Linked DNA regions of Sus scrofa: region 2 is linked to region 1. The links are chromatin contacts, called in public Hi-C maps. All regions are on one chromosome and are shown on one strand. The core of a region is the stretch at or near the end of the contact, and the rest is flanking DNA. Distances in the headings are between cores, read along the strand shown.

Region 1 (5,086 bases), core at 1,353-3,852:
ACTCATCTGGTTGGTTTCCATTGAGCTACAATGGGAACCCCCCGGTTACCATTTATTAAGCTCCCCCACATGCCCAGCAAGGTGTCAGGTACATTGCAACTCTCATCTCCCCAACCACTCTACGGGTGACAGGTAAGGGAACTGGGATCCCACAAGGGGAAGCTCCCATACTGTCGTCAACCAGGGCTCAGGCTTGGAAGCCTGTGTTCTTGGTTAACAACGCTGTAAGGGAGGGAGTAGGATTGAGGGAAGTGAAGTGTCTTCACATCTCCTTGAGGAATAGAGAATATCATCCATCAAGGGCAGGAGCATCCTCAGGAGAAGAATGTCACAGGATAAAGCTGTAGCCAGCGCATTATTCAGGCTCCTGACTGTCTGGAGAGACACTGTGTAAAAGAAAGGATCAGGGAGAGCGAGAATTTGAGTGGATCCAGGGCTGACGGGGTGAGGATGATCTGCTTCTAGAGAGCAACTAACTCTTGTACAGACTCCTTCTGCAGGGATAGGGAAGTCGCCCAACCACCCCGAATGACAATGTATAAATAGCATTTAATTTGTATCGTCATATACGTTATCATCTCTTTTGCTCCTCCCAGCAGTTCTGGGTTGTTCTCTGATTATCTCCATCTTGAAGATGAACGAGCTGAAGCTTAAGTAACCTGCCAAGGTCACACTGTCAGAGACGGGTAGAGCTGAGATCTGCACCCAGGGTGCTCCAGAGTCACCTTTCCTGATTCTTCCCAGGATGTCAAGCGTCTCTGTCACCTGGTCTGATGGATTGAGAAGTCCTTCAGGATGGCTGGCTCCCTTTGCACCCTTGCTCTGCATTTGCGGACATCACCAGGAGGGAATTGGTGGCTCCAGCAAATTCCTGACACCAGCCTTAATGACAAACCCACTCTCCCTGTAAACAAACACGGTAGTTTTCTGTTTGCCCATCCACCTCCTGTGTGGTTGGCATGAGCTGGGCCTCCAGATATTAAGCAACTCTGAATGACCTAAAAACGAAATCAAGTTGTAGACCTGTCAAGCTAAGACAGGCCCTGTTGTTTTCTCCAAGGTTTCGCCTCTGGGAATTGGGGTGGTGGTGGGGCACAGACTACCCAAAGAACAAGTTAAGACTTGGAACATGGAATCAGAGCTACTTGCTGTGTGTCCTGAGATAAGTTCCTTAACTTCTCTGAACTTCATCTTCCGATTTACCTCACAGAATAAAGGTAGGTGAAATAACTTGGTGAACTAAAGTGCTTTGTGATCTTCTCTGCTGCATCATTGGCAACTGTGTGTGCCTGCCTGGCCAGTGGCCCCTTCAGAGGTGCGGTGGGGCCTTGCTCCTGTCATCTACCTAGAAAATTCTTCTGCCTTTTTATGACTCCGAGTGAGTGTCTTTTCCTTCAGGCTCTGGGAGGCAGGTTCTGTCCCCTCTCCCCAGTAGGAGGATCTTCAGGGCTTGTCACTCTGTGGAGATGGTCCAGCATTCATGCTCCTCTGTAAGCTCCTTATTTGTACCCTTAACTTTGGAAGGAGGGGTTCATGGTGATCCTTTTGTAAGTGTTTAAAAGGGGCTACCCTGGGCAGTCAGGAAGCCGGAAGAGAGCTGCTGAAGGGGCAGTGGGAAGGGACTTAGCAATTTGTCTACTTTGCGGTTTGAATTCACCTTCTCTGCACTGTGTGGCCACAGGCCCTTCTGGACACAGCCTGATTCCTTGGTGGAATATCATTCTGCAAGCTGTTCTTGCCTGTGGTTTCCAGAGGGGAGAATGGCATCTCCCTCTCAGGCCAGAGAGGCCCTGTCCCCATCAAATGCCCACTTGCAGGTTCATTCCTGAGGCTCAGCAGGTGACAGAGGCCAGGCTGGCTGCCCTGAATTGAGCAATCACTTGCCTCTGGGTGAGACAGTGATCTAGCTGAGCTTTTTGTTTTGCGTTTCGTTTTGTTTTGTTTTGCCTTCTTGTCCAAGAACCTAAGGGCTGTTTTGCAACCCCTTGGCTCCTTTCCTTTGGCCAGAGAAGCAAGGGAGGCTTCCTCCATCCTGGCCCATGCTGACCTGGAGAGCAGGAAAGAGCAGCGGGTGGGGGGTTGCTTCAGAGGTCAGGGGCTGGGCCACGTCCAGGGACTGTCTCCTGAGGCGGCCCAAGTGGATCCTACCTCTTGCAGGATCTGCAAGAATGACTCCTTTCTGGGCAGAGCAAGGAGGTGAGTGGTTCTGGACTCGTCTGCAGCACCAGCAGCATCTTCTCCAAGCATAGAAAATGTCTGGCCTGGCCACTGCTTGTGGCCCAGGACCTGAGATGATCGGAGAAGCCCCCTCCCACCACTCAGAACAAAGCCTGGAGGCACCCAGGCAGTCCCCCAGACTGCCACTCACAGGCTTCCCTGCGCTCAAGTACTTCCAAACATACATGCCCGGGGGAAGTCAGATGGTGAGAAACAAACAACAATCAACCATAGAGACTTCTGGGGACCAGATGTTTTTTTCTGGGCTGCCTAGGACTTACCTTCTCTGGAGCAACACCTGCTGAGAGCCAACTTTTCTCAACCCCTGGCCAGGCCACTTCCAGCCAGGGCAGCTCAAGGACCAAAACAGAGGCCTGGCTCCCCCTGCTGATCAGCCTAGGCACCCACATCAGGTTTGGTGACAGCAAATATCACCTCTGGATCCTATCACCTGTACAGAGACCAATAAGAACAATTCACGTCTTCCCCCTTCTCCTTGTCTTCCAGGGAATTAGAATAATTTGGAATTTGGAATTAGAATTTGGGAGTTCATTCTCCCAAAGTCAGGATTCACCTCCCTATAGCGTGGAAGGAAAAATGAGGCTCAGAGAGATTAAGTGACCCTCCCAGGATCACACAGCAATTTGGGGCCAGCCCTGGGGTTGGCCTCCTCCACTGTAGATCAGTGAGGAGGCAGACAGGGAGGCCCCTCAGACTCTGTGGTAGGAACAGTCCTCAGGTTGCTTTGGGTGACCCAGGCAGTACCCATCCTGTGGAATAAGTGCCTAGTCGGTTGGGGGTCCTGGTGTAGGAACCAGGGGCCCAGGAGAAGGGACCTGCAACACCCTCACTGGGAACTTTTACTTATGAGGGAGACAGGACAGGTGGGTCTACCAAGAAGTCACATCCCGCCCCAAACGTGGAGCGGCGCTGAATTTACACAATGGTGGCTGGGGCACTTCTGATGCTACAGCCGAGCATTTTTTGGCAGGGAGTGGGTGCCAAGCCTAGGTCATTGCCTCCTCATAGGGAGTCCCCTGTGTCACTCTCCTCCATACTCAGCATTGCCAGGATTCTAAGAGACACTTTTGTGTCCTTCTGGTAGGGGCCACTCCTTTTTTCGTTTTTGCTTTTTCCTTTAAGGGCCACACTCTCGGCCCATGGAGGTTCCCAGGCTAGGGGTCAAATGAGAGCTATAGTCACTGGCTTACGCCACCAGCCACAGCAACATGGGATCCAAGCTGCATCTGCGACCTACACCATAGCTCATAGCAACACCAGATCCTTAACCCACTGAGCGAGGCCAGGTATTGAATCTGCTTCCTCATGGATCCTAGTCAGATTCATTAACAGCTGGGCCATGAAGGGAACTAACTCCTAGGGGCCCCACTTTTTGAGGCAGGGTCCATGTCCTGCTTTTCTTGGGTTGGGGCCACCTTGGCCTCTGTTATTTTGAGTACCCCTGGACTCCAGGCTGGGATCAGTCCTCATGACTGACTGTGGTCACAAAGCATCTTTCCCCTTTCAGGATTCTTGACCAGAGACAAGGGGTTCTCCCCACTCCTCTCTGGTCCTGGCTCTCTGCCCTTGAGGTTAGGGTGACCCAAGAATGAGTTCCAAGCCAGTCCCATGCTATTAGTTGAAGCAGCTCTCCAGCTTCCAGGCATCTTGCTAGTGGAGGTCACTCCTGGAGTCAATGGCCTGCATCCCCCAAACTCATCTCCTCACCTACAAAGGGGCTTCCTTCATGGTGCCCCCTCCTTGCCAATTCCCCTGTGTGCCCAAGCGCCTAGGCAACAGATTCCATCACTAGGTGGTGGGTAAGCCCTATTTACTTACATGATGATTACAGGGCAAGGATTTAGAACCAGATGGACCAGGATCTGAATCCCAGGTCAACCAGTTACTCTCAGACGATCTGCATACTCTCTCAACCTCGGTTTCCAAATGTGTCCATCTGTATAAGAGTTCATATTGCATGGGGTTGTGCGGGAATGAAAGGGGGTGGTGCAGTGATTCCCGGGGACATGCATGCTGGGCCAAGGACAAGTGAAGGTGAAGGATAAACATGGTATATCTTGCTGAAGTGTTAATTTTACTAGGAGTATTTAGGGAAATATGTTTTGAAGTAAAGTAATAAAATGTAAAATTTCAACAAATTTTAAAAAAGAAAGAGAAGACTGAAAGGAGTTTTTATTCAGTTTTTATTCATGGTTATTGCTTTGGGTTATACTCTAAACTTGGGAGTCTGGGGTTATCTGGTTAAAGGTCACTCTCTCTGCCTTACAGAGTCTTTTGCTAGAAGAGTCTGAAACTGATGTGTGTGAGGAGTTGGTTCCTGCCCAGCAAACCCTCTTCAGTGGAGCTCTCTCAGCTTTTCCACAGGTTTTTGCACATTTGAGGTCTTTGAATTAAGTCCCAGCTCTCCTGGGCTTCGACCACCAGTATCAAGGCAAGAAGCAGACCTGGGGCTCCAGGGAGGGCTGGGGCAGGTGTTTTCTTGTGCAAAATTACTAGCAGTATCAAAAAGAGAAGCAGGGAGAGTCTCTTTTCACAGACTCCAGAGTGGGTGGGCATGAGGATAAGGCAGGTCCCTGTGGCTTACTCTAATACTTGGAGGCCCAGCTCAAGGCCCTGGCAAGTTGCAGGCTGACTCTGAGAGTTCAGCTTGGGACAATGCTCAGACATTGGCTGCAGGAGCTATGGACACATTTGAGAGGAAAAAAGTATGCACTCCAGAATCCTGGAAATGGGGAGGAGGAAGAAGGGGGGTTGTGCCTAGTATGTTCCAGGCTCTGTGCTAGATGACTTGCATGTGAGGTTTCAGTTAATACAGCAATACGCTTATGGTAAGATAGCAATATCCCCA
Region 2 (5,086 bases), core at 1,483-3,982, 520 kb before region 1:
TCATCTAATGGATCAGTAGAGAGATATTCAAAGCTTCCATTGCTTCCAGCAGAAGAGGGAGATAAAGGTACATCCAAAGTAAAATCCTCCTCCCCACTAGTAACTCCAAATTTGTTGGCCCTAGTCCAGTGAGGTGAGTGCCTTGCCTGTAGATGTCGTTGGAGAGTAGATGTCCCAAGATGGCTACCTGGTTTACCCCTGCTAACACTTTTTTCACAGAGGTTACAAATTGCCCGCCAGGTATACTGGGGGTCAACATGAAAGAAGTGCCACACAATGGAAGTCTTTGCTCTAGTACTAGGTAAATAGATCTGTTTTTCTATATTACTCTCAAAAAGACTTTCTTCATCATGCTCAGGGGCATCAGACGCTAACAAAGCAGTAGTGCTTGCAACAGGCCTCCCAGATCCCAAATCCTTACTAAACTTTTTTGCAAGGATCAGTTTCTTTCGTCGCCTTTTCCCCTTAATTCGCAAACCCTTCTTTCTTTTCTTTTTGGCAGGCAATTTTGCCTCTTTATCCACTCCTTCTGCCACCATCTTTCCCTCTACCACATCTTCTTCATCTGTATTAGAATTAATAGGAACACAGCCCAGAATCCCAGCACCACTAAAAGTGCTACATCTTCTGCCAGGAGAGAGTGAGGACACTGGTACACTTAAGGTACATATACTCATTCTTTTTATGTCTCCAAAATTCGTAGCAGAATCTGTTAGTGGGTTTATTCCTCAAACAGATATACAGCTGTTCCTCTCTACTTGCATTACCTTTTCTCCAGTTTCTATGGGGAGTCAAATTCCCACTGGACCAATGACTTCCATGCCAGGTTATTTTTGGAGGAAAAGTGACAGCAATGGAGCTCATTCCCAAACTCTTTTACAGAGGGCTTTAAGATCCCTTCCAACTTTCTGAGTTCTGAATTCAAATAGTCCAATCTCCTCATGTTACAGAAAAGAAAACTGAGGTCTACTTTTCCAGCGTCAGAGTTAGTAGCAGCTAAAAACCAAGTCTTCCAAATCTATGGTCCATATTCTTTATGATTCATCAAGAACTGTATCTGCTTGAAATGTTTTAGCTTTTAAAATACGTATCTTTTATGTTGCCTCACGACAGCAACATCAAATCCCCTTAATTCTGGAATTATTTTCAGTAAATTTCATTTAAACAAAAACATAGTGCATCATTTAATATCCATTATTTAAGACTGTGATTTGCCAATACAACCCCAAAAGTCAATTCTGGAAAGCTAAATCAGACTCCACATACTGGTCATTAACAGCAAATGCCTGTTGACCCTTTCAGCTCTAGCTAAAAGTAACACAATTTTTTAAAAATGTAGGTAGCTTTTAAAAAAAAAAATGCTTTGAGAGTAAAATTTTAAAGTAAGATTACAAACTGAATTTCTAATTTACTATCTGTATCAAGAGTTAATCCATACTTGGTTTTCAGACATTTTTAGACCGGAGAAGCCTTACAGCCTGCAAATGAGTAACTCCTAAGTTGGACTCTATATGAGCAGCAGAAAATGAAATATGAGTTTTAAATCAGTGTCATGCCTTCTTGGTTGATCCCTCCCCTTCCCCCAATACCTACATACAATTACCCTAAAAAGCATCGCTATCACTAGTTCAGCCTCCTTCTCAAGGTCCAGAACCAAGGCCTGGAAGATGTCAACAATATGGGCCTTCCCCATAGGAATCCGCACCGATTATGGGAGTTTAGGGGGCGTTCTTCATTACGGTTTCATCAATCCTACAAGGAGAACGGAAGTGTCCCTGTTGCTCTTGACTCCGATGCTGAGGGCTGGGGGTGGGAGTGTAATTAAGGTAGGAAAGGGGTGTAGGATACCGGAATAAGATCGGTGGCTTTCTGTATGTGGAGTTTGAGAAAATCTCCCAAGTAGTGGGACCCTGGAGAGGAATGAGAGTAGGTAAAATCAGCTCCTGGCATTCAATTTGATTTAGGCAGTGGGGTTCGCTAAAACTAAGGAAACTGCTGCCCCAGAGAAAGCAACGTAGTTGTCAGTTCTCCTCCGGGAGTAGGGGAACAAGTCGGTTTCCCGGGGCTGCTCCCGGCTCCTACAGTTTCGCCAACACCGGATGTGGGGGAAGGGAGGAAGACTGGTTGGGAAAAGGAGCAGGCCCCGTGGGGGTGGGGTGAAGGAGGGTGGGGGTAGATGGGCCTGGGAGCTGGAGCCTGGGGCTCCCAGGCCGCCCTGGCGACGGCAGCGGCCCGGAGGTGGGGGAGCCGGTCTTTACCACCGGGCCGAAGGACCCGCTCTGACTTCCCGGGCTAGGCCGCGACCCAGGGGCGAGGGGAGGCCGCGGCCACTCCCCTCGCCCTCTCCCCCACCTCCCCGGCCCCGAGCCACCCGGGAAGCAAAAAAACGGGTCTAGTTACCGGAGAACAGAAACTTTACCGAACCGACGACACTATCCACGACTCCCGCTGCTGCCACGTCTTTCTTCTTTCTTAGCCGCTGCCGTCCGCCGTCCTCTCAGCAGCAACACCAGCAGAAATCCAAGACTGCCAGAGTCAAAGATGGCGCCTGGCTACAGGTTCAGTTCTAAGATCCGGCCAGTAAAAGTGCCAGCACGACGCAAAGCGCAAGGATTCTGGGAGATGTAGTTTTCCTCTATGAGGCGATGCTTAAGATGGCTTCCTCGGGTGACAGGGTCACGTGAGAGGGGAGGTGCTAAACCGTGGAGGCCCTGCCTTTCCAAGGAATGCGCTTTAGAAGGTCACGGGTTTCTTGAAACTGTCTTTGATTTTTTTTTAAAAATTGTGTAATGAAATTGACGTAATAAGCGGGGAAGCGCGAGAATTGTGTCCACGAGACTGTAAGCGTTCAGTTTATTCTTACCAGAAAGTTGAATTTAAATAAGTTGATTATGAATAATGAGTAAATTGTTCAAATCCTGTATAAATCTGATTTAGAAATAAACTGTTTTTCCCATGCGATGTTGAAAGATTTGTGCATTTATTATTTTTAAAATTTTATTGAACAGTTATTTTTATTTGAAGTAGTGAATGGGTTTCAGTTTTTTTTTTCCCCTTAAAACAAATTTTCGTATTAGAAAAATAATTCGTGGTCATTTAAAAAGTTCATGAGGGTTGAGACATGAAAAGGAAAAACATTAGTCGCCTACCCACTTCATTATTAATATTAGCCTGTATTTTCCATTTAAATATCTTTACTTTTTTCCTCCTATTATAAAATACATGTAAGTGGGTTCTTAAAATTTAAGTAGAGTACAAAATTTGTCTCCATAAATCTCATTCCTGAGAAATAACCTATCATTAATTTAGCATGTATTCTTTATAACTTTTTAATATGCAAATACACTTAAATATATATAGTGTACCCTGGCATATAGGCTCAACAGAACTTACTTGGGTGGCAGCATTTTACTGAACTTGGATAAAGGATGTAGTTCTGCTGTTAAGAAAGGATACACTTAATGGGAAAGCACATAGGACTCCAGGCACCTTTTACTTCCTCTTGGGTTTGTTTTGCCAACTACCAGCTTCGTGAGGGAGTCACAGCCAGTCCAGGACTGGGTAAGTATCAGGTCAGAGAGGTGTTGAGTCTCTTGGCACTTGAGCTTTTATCTCCCTTCAAAGTGAGAAGCCACAACACTAGAATCCTAGCCCCAATCATCCCTGCCTTACATGACAATACTCTGTGATTGCCATGTCAACCAGCCCTAACAAGCAGGTTCCTGGTAACCAATTTCCATCTGTGCCACAACACCTAAGGTTTTTCAGTTTAATAGAAGCCTTTCCAAATTGCTGACGGGTTCTCCAGACTAGGGCTTGCAGGATGCATCTGCTTGGTCTACTATATAAAGTGTAAAAAGAGGGAGTTCCTGTTGTGTCTCAGCAGTAACGAATCCGACTAGTATCCATGAAGATGTGGGTTCAATGCCTGGCCACAGTCAGTGGGTTAAAGATCTGGTGTTGTCATGAGCTGCAGTGTAGGCTGCAGTCGAGGCTCGGATCTGGTGTTGCTGTGGCCAGCAGCTACAGTTCCAATTCAACCCCTAGCCTGGGAACTTCCATATGCCACAGGTGTGGCCCTAAAAGAAAAATGTTTTAAAAGACCGCATTAGGTCCCCAAATGGCATCTGCTTATGTTTATCACCACCAAGACCTAATACCTAAACTAACTGCAGTTTCAGCTTCTCCCAGAGTGAAATTTCTTAACAGCACTAGTGAGGCAATCTGCCTGATCAGATTCCCCCCATCTTTCTACCTTTCTCCAAATAATAATCCATTCTTTTTTTTTTTTTTTTTTTTTGGTTTAACCATGGCGTGTGGAAATTTGCCTTCACTGGCCAGGGATTGAACCCGAGCCACAGCAGTGATAATGCTGAGTCTTTATCCTCTAGGCCACCAGGGAACTCCAAATAATCCACTCCTTTAACTTCCTTATTCCATCCTCTTTCTGCCTATAAAAACCTGTTTTGTACAACTCCTCAGAGTATCCTTATATTTGTTATATGGGACGGGTGCTGCCTGATTCATGAATCATTGATTAAAACCCATTTCATCTTTAAAATTACTCAGTCGAATTTTTCTTTTTCTTTTTAGGGCTGCACCTGCAGCATATGGAAGTTCCCAGGCCAGGGGTCAGATCAAAGCTGCAGCTGCTGGCCACAGCCACAGCAATGAAGACCCCAGCTGTGTCTGTGACCTACACCACAGCTCACAGCAATGCTGGATCCTTAACCTTCTAAGCAACATCAGGAATCAAACCTGCATTCTCATGGATACTAGTCAGATTCATAACCTGCTGAGCTGCAACAGGAACTCCCAAATTTTGTCCTTTAACAATCATATATTTCATCAAATCTAAGGTATCGTCGACTGTAACATGCATCTTATTTTAGAGACCTCTAAGAGTAAAAAATGGCCAGTTAAACTGACAGGGCATTAATTAGAGACGTTAAAATTTGATAGAAGAGTTCCTGTTGCGGCTCCCTGGTTTAAGAACACAGCATAGTCTCTGTGAGTATGAGGATTGGATCCCTGGCCTTGTTCAGTGGGTTAAGGATCTGGCATCGCTGCAAGCTGCAGCATAGGT

What was found. Hi-C and Micro-C count contacts between places; a contact is called where the count stands out from the background.
Region 2: a contact with region 1 is called in a Hi-C map of liver, with 4 times the contacts expected there. The contact joins the promoter of ZC3H11A here to the enhancer-like site in region 1. A contact is called at or near these places in 1 of 5 promoter capture datasets (fetal liver), 3 of 47 Hi-C or Micro-C datasets (embryonic fibroblasts, heart right ventricle and liver) and 1 of 2 datasets of contacts at active chromatin or transcription factors (alveolar macrophages).

Annotation. Positions count from the first base shown.
Region 1 is chr9:63,994,862-63,999,947 of Sscrofa11.1, reverse strand. No RefSeq gene overlaps it. Among named protein-coding and RNA genes, the nearest start is that of BTG2, 36 kb to the left of the region's middle. Within about 2 kb of position 2,602, at least 36 of the 83 cell types and tissues checked have an H3K27ac peak or open chromatin away from gene starts, as enhancers often do. A contact at or near this core is called in alveolar macrophages, fetal liver and liver, where this site is marked.
Region 2 is chr9:64,516,541-64,521,626 of Sscrofa11.1, reverse strand. It overlaps ZC3H11A (zinc finger CCCH domain-containing protein 11A), which reads right to left and starts at 2,732. Exons shown (of 19, transcript XM_005656653.2): 1 at 2,401-2,732.